2 separate regions of the Oryctolagus cuniculus genome follow, and region 1 is linked to region 2. Evidence: chromatin contacts called from public Hi-C data. All regions are on one chromosome and are shown on one strand. Each heading gives the region's core, a stretch centred on a gene start, on an enhancer-like site or on the middle of the called end of the contact. The rest is flanking DNA. Distances are from core to core; before and after follow the strand shown. Region 1 holds the start of MYO18B (myosin XVIIIB). Region 2 holds the start of CRYBB2 (crystallin beta B2).

What was found. A called contact is a pair of places that touch in the nucleus more often than the background predicts.
Region 1: a contact with region 2 is called in a Hi-C map of an unstated tissue, with 4 times the contacts expected there. The contact joins the promoter of MYO18B here to the promoter of CRYBB2 in region 2. A contact is called at or near these places in 5 of 6 Hi-C or Micro-C datasets (ear pinna, embryonic fibroblasts, liver and 2 more).

What each region holds. Positions count from the first base shown.
Region 1 is chr21:19,616,504-19,622,409 of mOryCun1.1, forward strand. MYO18B (myosin XVIIIB) reads left to right here and starts at 3,861. Exons shown (of 43, transcript XM_070066045.1): 1 at 3,861-4,007; 2 at 5,353-5,513. The coding sequence starts at 3,971.
Region 2 is chr21:19,362,204-19,368,797 of mOryCun1.1, forward strand. CRYBB2 (crystallin beta B2) reads left to right here and starts at 4,053. Exons shown (of 6, transcript NM_001089317.1): 1 at 4,053-4,072; 2 at 5,414-5,493. The coding sequence starts at 5,440.

The DNA.
Region 1 (5,906 bases), core at 2,611-5,110, 250 kb after region 2:
CCACAGGATGAGGACAGCGCAGAGGACATCCAAAAGCCCTGCCCAGACTTTCTGCTCTGTCTCTTCTAAGCCACTCTCTCACTCGTTCAACAAATGCACCAAATTTATTGAGCACCAAACATGTGCCAGGCACTATTCTAGAAACTGGGCCATAGAAGTGATTGGAACGGTCGAGAATTCTGGCCTCACAGAGGCCATGATCTGGACCTGGGGTGGGGGAAGGGTAGTGATCTATGCTGTGATTTAAATAGGCTCATTGGAAAAATGACTCCAAGCAACGTGTGGACCACACAGTGGGAAAATGCTTTTGAGGCAGAGGGAGCAGCCATGCAAAGGCCCTGTGGTGGGAATTGCTTGGACAGGTGCAACCAGGAGGCCTGTATACCTGACACGGAGGACGGAAGGGGAGAGTCCCTAGGGCAGGTTACTGTAGAGACCTGGGCATTTATTCCCCGAGACAGTGAAGGCATTGCTGGACTGCCTGCCGTGCTGGGGCTGGACATGGAGGAGTGAGGAGTGATGCTTCATGGGGACACTCAGATCTTGCTTGGGTAGATGGAAAACTGTTGCAAGCCATCTCGGGCTTTTGGCCGTGGCCTGCCTTCTGCCAGTCTCGCTGAGCCCTCGGGGAGCTCTGAGAATTTGTGCCACACACTCGGAGTGTCGTAGGCCTCCTCACGGGCTCGAGACAACAGCTGATGCAGCAGGTGTGCGGCTCCAGGCCTGGAAGGGAATGTGGCGATAAGAATACTCGCTTAAATTAAGGCTCAACAAAGCCTGTTGGTTAGATTGGCTCCTGGCCCCGGGTCAGTGGGGCTGGCCTGGAGCCTTTAAGGGGCACTGGAGCCCCAGAGGGAGCTCCCTCACGTTTGCCCTTGGGAAAGCTCGGGCCCTCTGGGGCAGGCTGGAAGCTCCCGGGGGCTGAGGACAGCCCAGACTCACAGCCAGGATTCCCCTGGAGCCACAGAGCTGAGGGTGGTTCCTGGGACGCAGCCATGACCGTGGCCGGCTGCAGCCTCACATCAGACCTATTCATAACTCCTTAGTGGTGTAGTCAGTGAGTCACACCAATGCCTGGCTGAGGGGACGGGCAGGGAGGGGCATTTTTTATCCGCTCCTTGCCCCCAGTTCTTCTCCCTGGAGAACTGACCCCAGGCCATTGTCCAGCGCTGGTGCCTTCGCAAGCTACAGCACCCATGCAGTGGGACGCTGTGTCTTTAAGACAAAGACTTGGCTGTTGGCACCTGGACGGGTTTCTGGGATCTCCCCTTGGGCACGGGACCCCCATCAGAGGAGCGTCCCTTCTTGGGTTTTGGGATCTTAGATTGTCCTCCTTGCGACTCATCAGTGGGGATGTGGGGTCTCCCACATGGGTACAGGGGGCCCCCTAAGAGGAGCTCCTTCCAATGTGACCGAAAATGGGTCATAAACAACCTTGTATGCTCCTGGTGGCAGCAAGGCGATGGAAAATGGTGCAACTGCTTTGGAAAAAACATTTGGCAGTTTGCTTAAAAATCAAACATAGGGTGAGGCTTCTGGGCAGTGGTTAAAGTATTGGCTGGGACGCCTGCATCCCATATCAGAGGGCCTGGGTTCAAGTCCTGGCCCCACTCTCCATTGTGCTTCCTGCTAATGCGCACCCTGGGAGACAGCAGATGAGGGATCGGGTTCTTGGACTTCTGCAACCAACCTTCATGTGAGACCTGGATTGAGTTCCTGGCTCCTGGCTTTGGCCTGGCCCAGCTCAGGTTATTGTGGGCATTTGGGAAGTCAACCAGCATATGGGATCTCTCTCTGTCTCCAATAAATAAATAAATTAATGCAAAAAGATTTATTTATTTGAAAGGCAGTCACACACACAGACGCATACACACAGAGATCTTCCATCTTCTGGTTCACTTCACTTGGACTGGGCCAAGCCAAAGCCAGGAGCCAGGAATTCCATCCAAGTCTTTAAAAAGATTTATTTATTTGAAGGTCAGAGTTACACACAGAGAGAAGGAGAGGCATAGAGAGAAAGAGGTCTTCCATCTGCTGGTTCACTCCACAACTGGCCACAACGGCCGGAGCTGTGCTGATCCAAAACCAGGAGCCAGGAGCTTCTTCCAGGTCTCGCATGCGGGTGCAGGGGCACAAGGACTTGGGCCATCTTCTGCTTTCCCAGGCCACTGCAGAAAGCTGGATTGGAAGTGGAGTAGCCAGGACTCAAACTGGCGCTCATATGGGATGCCGGCACTGCAGGCGGTGGCTTTACCTGCTGTGCCACAGCGCCAGCCCCTCCAAGTTGTACAGTCACACAGCTCTGTAAACGTAGTCAACATAATTGAATTGTGCACGCACAACAGGTGAGCCGTAGGCCACCCAAATCCCATGCAGCTGTTCATAAACAGCATTTTCTAAACAGCCCTCTCCACGGGTGTGCAACAGGACTCGGGCTGGGTGTGCTGGCGTGTATTTGACGCTGTCTGGGTATGGATGCCCCTGTGTGTTTTTTCAATGGAGCAGCAACATGGTGATGGAACATTCGGGTTCAGGGTTACTTCCTCTAACGTGCTTGCCAGAAGTGGACGGCCAAGGTCAGAGGTTATGAGCACCTGTGAGGGCCTTGATCTGACGAGGAACTTGGTCCCTAGCGTGTCGGGACCAATGGCCCTTGTTTGGAGTCACTGTGGAGCTGGCTGCTCCCTTACAAAACAAACTCACTACTCTGCGGTGTCCGAAGTGAGACTCCTCACCAGGGGGAGACACGTGGACGTCCTCCGGGCTGATGGCATTCAAGCTCTTTGTGTTTTCTTTTAAAAAGCAAAATAAAAGACTTATTGACTTTATTTAGTCATTTGGCAGAGTAGAAGGGGGGTATCTTCCATCCACTGGTTCATTCCCCAAATGGTTGCAATGGCCAGGGCTGGGCCAGGCTGAAGCCAAGAGCCAGAAGCTCTGTTCAGGTCTCCCACGCGGGTGCACAGACCCAAGGACTTGGGCCATCTTCTACTGCTTTCCTAGGTGCATTAGCAAGGAGATGGATTGGAAGTGGAGCAGCCGGGACTCGAACCGGCACCCATATAGGAAGCCTGCACTGCAGGTGGCGGCTTTACCTGCTACTTCACAGCGCTGGCCCTGTTAAGTTTCTTTTTTTAAAAAAAGCAGACTCTCTGACCTCTGTTACCATAGATTAGATTTGTGTGTTCTTGAACTTCTTATCAATAAAATCATTATTTAACAATGTTGGTTGGCTGGTGCCGTGGCTCACTAGGTTAATCCTCTGCCTGTGGAGCCAGCACCCCGGGTTCTAGTCCTGGTCGGGGCACCAGATTCTGTCCTGGTTGCTCCTCTTCCAGTCCAGCTCTCTGCTGTGGCCCGGGAAGGCAGTGGAGGATGGCCCAAGTGCTTGGGCCCTGTACCCGTATGGGAGACCAGGAAGAAGCACCTGGCTCCTGGCTTCAGATCGGCATAGCTCCAACCGTGGTGGCCATTTGGGGGGTGAACTAATGGAAGGAAGACCTTTTTCTCTGTCTCTCTCTCACTGTCTATAACTCTACCTGTCAAAAAAAAAAAAAAAAAAGAACTGTGCTGAATATAACTTATACGGGTCTGGTCTCATGAGAACTGCTGAGCTACACTCTTGGGATTGTGTGGTTTTCTGATTGTGGTTTTACCCCAACAGCGAAAGGGCCAAGAGGAAAAGACCTCAGGGCACTGCCCACCCCGCAGTCAGCAGCCCCCTTGTCGACGGCAGGGTCTGCACCTGGCCGCGCCCGCTCCCCGATCTGCTTGTGGTTTCCGGTGGGCATGGAGATGGGGTGGCAGCAGGGTCATGCCTGGGAACTGACCTGTGTCTCTCTTCTCTCCCTGCTGTCTCTGTGTGTCAGTCCCGTGTCCACGCACCTCTGGTGCCACGTGCGCCCGTGCAGCCGTGTTCCGTGCGGGCTGGCAGAGAGCGGCGTCTCGGCTCATCAGCTCTGGCCCCAGCATGGCCATCTCCTCGCGCCTCGCCCTGTGGGAGCAGAAGGAAAGTGCGGGAGCGGGCTCCACCCCACCAGGAAGAGAACTCGCAGCTAGGGTGGCCCTGGGCAGGGAGGGGGGACATCCAGCCCTCCTCATGGCAATGTCCTGTCCCTCCCTCCACCTTCCCCCAGCCAGCTCAGTTGGCCATGGCCTTCCCAATCCAACAGGATGCAAGTGACCATGGCCTTGACGGCCCCCATGGCTGCTGGTCTTTCCCATGTCCCAGCCAATGGCAGGAACGTGTGGGTAGACCAGTTCTCCCATCATCCTCATGGTAGCTTCATAGGCACTGAGATTTTCAATGGAGAGGAGCATGTGGGGGACAGGGGTTGGGTTTCCACGGTCCCTGCCTTCTGTCACCACCAAGAGCTGCAAACTGGTTGTTCTCCCAGTGTCTCCTTTCTCTCCTGGATGAGGCAGGTCTCCATCCCACATGGGGAGGGGAGAGGAGAGGCGCCCCTGGGCAGGTGCCTGCATGGCCAGCCTCGTCCCATGCCCCGGCCTCGTCTGCTGGCCTTGCCTCTCTCCTCTGGATTCCCACATTATCAGTGGGGCTGCAGCAGGGGAGCCTTCGGCAGCCATGCGCAGGGGAGCTTGATAAGGAGGTTATTTTAAACCGTGTGCAGCTCTTCCATATAAAGCCGTTTCTTTCTCACGAGCAGTCACAGGGATGCAGGTTCAGGAAACACACCAGACAGCCACAGTCGGTCCCGCGCCTCAGCCTCCAGGGTCTATGCAGCCAACAAAGGGGTCTCAGCTGCAACTTCCAGCCAGCTCTGAGCTGGCCATGTTCCTGGGGGTAAACACCAGTGTCCAGCATAGCCCGGGTTGCTTGAGTGGGCTGGAGACACAGGGTTGAATCCTAGACGCCCTGGCTGCAATTCCTTCCTTCCACCTCCTGTTCCTGGTACCCAGGAAGCGATCACGTGACTGAGCCGCCACACTGACCAGCAGCCGAGACGGCTTGAGCGTTGGGGGTGCCCCATGTCCATCCGCTTCCGGGAGCTGGAAAAGCTCCGTTCAGATCAGGGCCTTCTAGAAGTGGGTCTCTCTGCGCTGAGGGAGGGAACCAGTGGTCTTGGCGGCCCAACCGCACATCACGAGGGCACTGGACCTGGGCTGAAGCCCCACTGGCTAGTGCCACCCCTTCTACGCCCCCATTCCATCTTCATCCACTGTCCTGGGGCACCCCCTGGAGGTCTGCTGTATCCCACCTGCTTTGTGGTGGTCTTGAAGACCAGGCACGCTGTCCTTCTTGGCCCCCTCCTCTCTCTGTCGCTGGGTCTCTGGAGGGCAGCCTCCCCATCCTGGTCCACTCACCGAGCTTTGTCCTTTGCTCTGTAAAACAGATCCGGGAAGAGGACAAGAGCCCTCCGCCGTCCTCGCCCCCTCCCCTCTTCTCTGTCATCCCTGGGGGCTTCATCAGGCAGCTGGTCCGGGAGACTGAGAAGGAGTCCAAGGAGGCCAGGCGCAGGAAGGAGGCCGCACTGGCCTCTCCGGAGCGCGAGGTGAGTGAGCCGGGTGCTTTTCTACACCTACTGTCTGCCTCGGGAGACGGCTTTTTGGCTTCTGCCATCCCTGCTTGCTTCCGTTGAGCTCCTATGCATCCTGCAAAACCCAGCTCATCAGGCAAGTCTCTAGCAAGCCTCCCCCACCCCATTGCCCTGCTTCCTCTGGGGCTCATGGTCCCCTCTATGCGATGGCCCAGTAGTCATGGGGTCACATGGCTTATTTGGGGATTCCTTGAGAGCCACAGCTATGTCTTCCATGCAACTCCATATCTTGGCTTGCAGCAAGACTCAACAAGTGTCTGGTGCCTGGATGAGAGCTGTTGGCGCGTGGTTGCTGGGGGTCATTTTACTCCCACCCAGATATTGGCTAAGACGTGCGGTTGGTTTGCT
Region 2 (6,594 bases), core at 2,803-5,302:
CTTAAGATGATTTTGGTGCAAAAATTAATTAAAAATTCATGCATAGCTTATGCATTTTCCATGAACTCGCTCAACTGCATGGATTTCAAAAGTTCCCCACAAAAATATACATCAGTTTTCCCTCTTGTTTCCCAGGACTTTCTGCCGCGCCCGCATATACCTGCACCGGCTGCCGCCCCTCCGTTGCCTTCCTTCCCTTTTCCACACTTCCTGGTGTCTCCTGGGGTCACCTCCCCACTAAGCTGCCTGCACCTGAACCCTCGTCTTAGGGTCTGCTCTGGTGGCGCCCAGGACACACCTTCCCCCCTCCAGCTCCTTTGTGGGAGGTCATCGAGCCAGTCCACGCATGCTCCTTGAGCACCCTGTGCCCAACTCTGAGCAGGCGCTGGGGCGGTGGAGACGACCGAGCTGGGGCTCAGCTCTCACGGAGCCCGGGGTCTAGACGAGGACACATTGGCCGGATGCAGAAATGAATGAGTGGGAGAGAATAGAGAAACACCCTGGGCGGCACTGGCACCGACTCTGAGGTTGGGGATGGGAAATCAAGAAATGGAAAGGAGGCTTTGAGAACATAGCAGGCGACGCGGACATCCTGGGATGGATAATTTAACAGCTCAGTTCCCGAGTGCTTTCTAAGGGTCAGGAATTCTGCCGAGGGCTTCAGACGATCAGCTTGCTTTATGATGAGCATTAACGATGAATGCCATGGACCCGTGGGCTGAGATATTTACATCGCCACAAGCCCGCTTGCAGGGGGAGCAGCTGGGGTAGGAGGGAGGAAGGAGGGAAGGGCGAAAGCTTTGTAGTCTACAGATCCTGAGGTCTGGGTTCGAATCCTGTCTCCACCAGTCTCTGGATGTGAGACTGGGGGTGGGGGCATGTCCTGAGCCTCAGTTTACCTACCTGTGGAGATGGATGAGAAAAAGAAGCCCACTCATCCCCAGCATGCTTTGCCATTTTCAGCCAATAGGAGCCCTGCCCGCATCCTGCAGGAGGAGGGTGCAAGGTGCAGGGACCAAGGACCTCGTCTCTGATGGGGAGACTGAGGCCAGGAGGAGACAGGGGCTTCACTGCACTCCCTGGAGCCCAGTGGGAAGAATTTTTGAGAGGCTCAAACAATTTCCCAGAAAATCAACCTCATCTTTTAATTCCATTTCCCCATAGACTGTTTGTACAGTTTAAAGGTTACAAGCATTTATTTTGATGTCAGAGGGAGCTGAGTGCGAATGCCAGTCCCCCCACTTCCTGGCTGTGTGACCTTGGAAAAGTTACTTAAAATCTCTGGCCCTCACCATCCTCACCTGTATCGGGGAATACTAAACAACGCCTACCTCAAAGGTGGTTGTGAAGGGGCCGGCGCTGTGGCATAGCGGGTAAAGCCGCCACCTGCAGTGCCGGCATCCCATATGGGCACCAGTTCAAGTCCCAGCTGCTCCACTTCTGATCCAGCTCTCTGCTATGGCCTGAGAAAGCAGTAAAAGATGGCCCAAGTTCTTGGGCCCCTGCACCTGTGTGGGAGACCCAGAGGAAGCTCCAGGCTCCTGGCTTCGGACTGGCCCAGCTCTGGCTATTGCTGCCATTTGGGGAGTGAACCAGCGGAAGGAAGACTTCTCTCTCTCTCTCCCTCTCTCTCTCTCTAACTCTGCTTTTCAAATAAATAAATAAACTTTAAGAAAACAGAGATGGTTATGGGGCTGGCGTGGTGGCACAGAGTTGAGTCCCCACTTGTGACACTCACATCCCATTTGTGCTAATTCAAGTCCTGGCTGCTCTGTTTCTTTTTCTTTTCTTTCTTTTTTTTTCTTTGACAGGCAGAGTGGACAGTGAGAGAGAGAGACAGAGAGAAAGGTCTTCCTTTACCGTTGGTTCACCCTCCAATGGCCGCTGCAGCCGGCACACTGCGCTGATCCGATGGCAGGAGCCAGGTGCTTCTGGTCTCCCATGGGGTGCAGGGCCCAAGCGCTTGGGCCATCCTCCACTGCACTCCCTGGCCACAGCAGAGAGCTGGCCTGGAAGAGGGGCAACCAGGACAGAATCCGGTGCCCTGACTGGGACTAGAACCCGGTGTGCCGGCGCCGCAGGCAGAGGATTAGCCTAGTGAGCCGCGGCACCAGTCGCTGCTCTGTTTCTGATCCACCCCCTGATGACGCACCTGGGAAAGCAGCACAGGAGCCACATGGGAGATCAGGGTCTTTCCAGAGGAGATTTTTTTTTAAATTATTTATTGGCCGGCGCCGCAGCTCACTAGGCTAATCCTCCACCTGCGGCGCCAGCACACCAGGTTCTAGTCCCGGTCGGGACGCTGGATTCTGTCCCGGTTGCCCCTCTTCCAGGCCAGCTCTCTGCTGTGGCCCAGGAGTGCAGTGGAGGATGGCCCAAGTGCTTGGGCCCTGCACCCCATGGGAGACCAGGAGAAGCACCTGGCTCCTGGCTCCTGCCATCGGATCAGCGCGGTGTGCCGGCTGCAGCGGCCATTGAGGGGTGAACCAACGGCAAAGGAAGACCTTTCTCTCTCTCTCACTGTCCACTCTGCCTGTCAAAGAAAAAAATTATTTATTTAAAATTTATTTGTGTATTGAAAGGCAGAGTTTCAGAGAGGCAGAGAGAGAGAGAAAGTCTTCTATCTGCTGGTTCACTCCCCAGATGGCCGCAATGGCCAGGGCTGTGCCAATCCGAAGCCATGAGCCAGGAGCTTCTTCCAGGTCTCCCACATGGGTGCAGGGGCCCAAGCACTTGGGCCATCTTCCACTGCTTTCCCAGGCCATAGCAGAGAGCTGGATCGGAAGTAGAGCAGCCAGGACTTGAACCAATGCCCATATGGGATGCCGGCACTGCAGGCAGTGGCTTTATCTGTTACACCACAGTGCCGGCCCCACAGAGGGGATTGAATTCAGATGAGGTCATTGGCGTAGACCCTGATCCCACGTGACTGGGAAACTGAGGCATGGGAACAGGCATGCACAGTGGGCGGAGGTGTGAAGACTCCCCGTGGAGGGGAGGAGCGGGCGAGAGAGCAGTACTGCATCCCCGAGACAGGGAGCACCCCGGGGTCTTAGGAAATCCCAGAAACTGTAAGAGGCAAAGGGCGGGGTCCTCTCCCAGACACACCAGATGCATCACAAGTGTGTGTGTGTGTGTGTGTTAGGGAAGGGAAGGTGGTGGACAGCTGCTAGTCCCTGCTTTGACCCAATTTCTCAGCTCCAGGGCTATGCCCTCTTCCCTGTCTGACCTGAGCAGCAGTTCAAGGTCAAGTGATAACCTGGGCTGCAAGGACGAACTGTGCCCTGGAGGGACTTCAGTCAAAGCTAAGGGGCCACAGGCAGAGAAGGGGTCGGCGGTAGGGATCAGAGAGGTCTTTCTAGACCTAAGGGACCCACTCAGGACATCGGATGTGGGGCAGCCAGGGGCCTTGAAGGTCAAGTTCATGCTCCTCTGCTGGCTTCCTGGGCCGTGCCCCGTCTCGCGTCCTGTTGCATGGTGACCCTTTGTGCCCCAAACCCTCCCGACCCGTACCCTGCACCTGATGCCTCCCCTTCTCCCTGGAGCTTTCCTGGGCGACCTGGGCTGGGCGAGGTTCCCCATGCCTGACCCCTACCCCTACCCCTAGCACAGAACTCCGCACCGCGTGGGCACCCTACAGAGATTTGTTGACGGAGTGATCGGCTGGCTGGGCGAGGGACGCTGTCCGTCGAGCCAGCCTCCTGTGCTCGGTTGTTCCTGGAGCCACTGAGATCACCCCTGTGGGCCGCGCCCCGGGGCCTGGCTGACCGCCCCCGTGAACCCGGCGCTGGCAGCCGGATGGCTGAGCGTGCAAAGCGGGCTCTCCTTGCCCAGCCGCCTGACCAGCCCGGCGCGGCCGGATCTGAAAGCTAATGACATTATTGTGCAGAGACACAATGTCTGCAGGCATTTGCTGACCGGGCCTTTGGTGCGGGCTTAGTCCAGCATTCTCGCCCGCGTTCCACGGGGACGCAGCGGTCACCCGTCTTGGCACGGCCGCTCCTGGGGAAGGTATAAATGCCACCTCCAGGCCGCTGGGCTTCACGGGCACTCGCAGGGGCTGGTGTCGCTGGTAAGGAGGCCTCTCCTTCTCGTCCTGCCTTTGCTCTCTCACTCTCTCTTTCTCATCCTCGGCCTCTGTTGCAAAGCATGGGGGTCCTGGGTTCGAGTCCAGGTGCCGCCATTTCCTGACAAGGTGACCTTGGGCAGAAACTCCAGCGTGCTCAATCTCAGTTTTCCTTTTCTGTGCAATGGGGAGAGGGCTCGTTAAACGTCCCTGCTTGTGGGGACTAGAGGTAAGGTGGGCGACGTGGCCAGCTCAGGGCCTCGTGCAGAGGGGGTTCCTGGGCGGTGCTCTGTGTTAATTTTAGGCAGATCCTCAGCATCCCAGTTTTGCCAGCAGCCGGCGAGGACGGTGCTCAGCCTCGGTGGTGGGTTCTAGGCTGGTGAGTCAGCTCCCTGCACGGCCACAGACAGTAGCAGGCACCTCCAGGTGTGGCCAGCCCCAGGCAGAAGCTCTCTCCCGGAGCTCTGAGCCACAGGTGATTTCTCTACCACCAAAGCTCCGTGGGAATGACCCCAAGAGCGCCACCTGGCTGCCAGCAGCTGCAGTGCGTGGTGGTTTTGGGAAGCATCAGGTATTGAATCCTCGCAACCCCCCACCACAGATGCTACTGGCCCCATTTCACAGGACAGAACACTGAGGCAGAGTATGAGGGGAGACCTGCCGGGGGCCTCCATGCTGGCCCGTGGCAGGGATGGTGCCCTGTGAGGGACCAACTGAGCGCCACCTTCTTTGGTCTGAGAACAGCAATGATGACCACACAGGGTTCCAGGAGGGGGCTGAGCCCGCTCTGTCCCATGGCCCGCCGTGGTGCCTGGAATCTCGGCACTCCACCATCTTTTCGCCTTCTTCTACCATGCGTTCTGTCACTAATGGGCTCTCGGGTTGGGGGAGGGCAGGAAGAACGAGGGTAGCAGGGAGAATTCTGGGCTGGGGTGGGTAGGGGACAAGGGGGAGGAGGCAGAGGGAAGCATTTGAGTCCCCAGATTGGTGCCTGGGACACGGCCGGACACGGCCAGAACATGGGTTCTGTTCACCCGACGTGGTTTGCTTTTCATGAAGAAATGTCGGTTCTGGGACACAAGCCTGGTCCTGCCTTGTGACCCCTGCTTGAGCTGACAGACGGGGCACACTGGGGACCCCACTTCCTGTCCCTGCAGCTGGCCTCGACACCGACAGGTGCCGCCGAGGATGGACGCTCAGGAGGTGGCTCTCTGGCCCCTCAGCGTCTGGCTGGCCTGAAGCCAGGGGACCAGGAACAGGACCAGTGGGGGTGACCCTGAGGCCCCCCAGGGGCAGAAAAGCCCAGGATGTAACGGTGACCTCACTGCCGCTTCCTGTGTCTTCCAGGTCCTTCCTGAACAGGACAGTCCACCATGGCCTCAGACCACCAGACCCAGGCGGGCAAGCCGCAGCCCCTCAACCCCAAGGTGAGTACATGGGGGGGGGGGCGGGGCAAGCCGTGCCCCTCGCCCTGACTTGGTTTCCCTTCTGCCACCTTCCTGCTGGGTGCCCTGTCTTCACTTCTCCCCTTCTGTGTGACTCAGTCTCCCCAGCTGGTTCTGGAGTTCCTTCGGGGCTTCGGAGACCTGGGTTTCTCTGCCATACCGGCCGCTGCACGCCCTGTTGCCCACGGGCTCCCCAAGGTGGGGCGTGGCTCCCAGCGCTGCACCTGCTGTGTCATCCGGGCCAGTCTCTTGATCTCTCTGAGCCTCAGTTCCCTTCTCTGTAAAATGGGGAGAGTCGGAATCACTGTGCAGAAAATGCCACGAAGAGGCCACGAAACGAGATGCAGCCTAAGCCCCGGTCCGTGGCGTGAGTGCACCTGACGCCCACCAAGGGTCTCTGCTGTCTCCCCCTGCCTGCCTCCTGCAGGGGGGCGGGATCTTGTCCCCAGGCCAGTAGCTTCTCATCTGCAAACCGTCTCCAAACTTCTAGTGACAGCCGTCCGCCCGCTGGCTGCGCGGCCGGACCTCAGCTCCAGGAGTCCTGGGCACCGACTCCAGCCAGAGTGGCCCGTTTGTCTGGGGAAACCGAGGCTGATGCAGCCCCACCCCTGCTCACTCTGTGCCTGCAGGGCCCACTCCCCAGAGGACAGACAACAAACGAGGGAAGGTGCACCTGACTCCAGGTAGTGAGCGGGGCAGCGAGGAAAAGTGTTGTGGCAAGACAGGCTCCTGAGAGTCGGGAGAATCAGGTGGTCAGGGGAGGCCTCAGGGAGGAGGTGACGCCTGAGCAGAGACCTGGATCGGGGCAGGAGCAGCTGTGAGAGCACTGTGGGTGGAGGTCAGGGGGAGCATGCTGGCGGAGGCAACAGCAGGTGCAAAGGCCCTGGGGTGGGAGTGAGCTGGTGAGTCTGAAGGACTGTGTGGAGGCCAGGTGGAAAGGAGAGACCATCGACAACAGCATCACGTGGGCCACGTGTGTAATTTCACACCTTCTGGTAGCTACCTTCGGAAAGGTAAAAATAAGACAGGGGTGTCCATTTTCCTATTATATGTTGTTAAATCTAAAGTCTCAAAATGAGCATT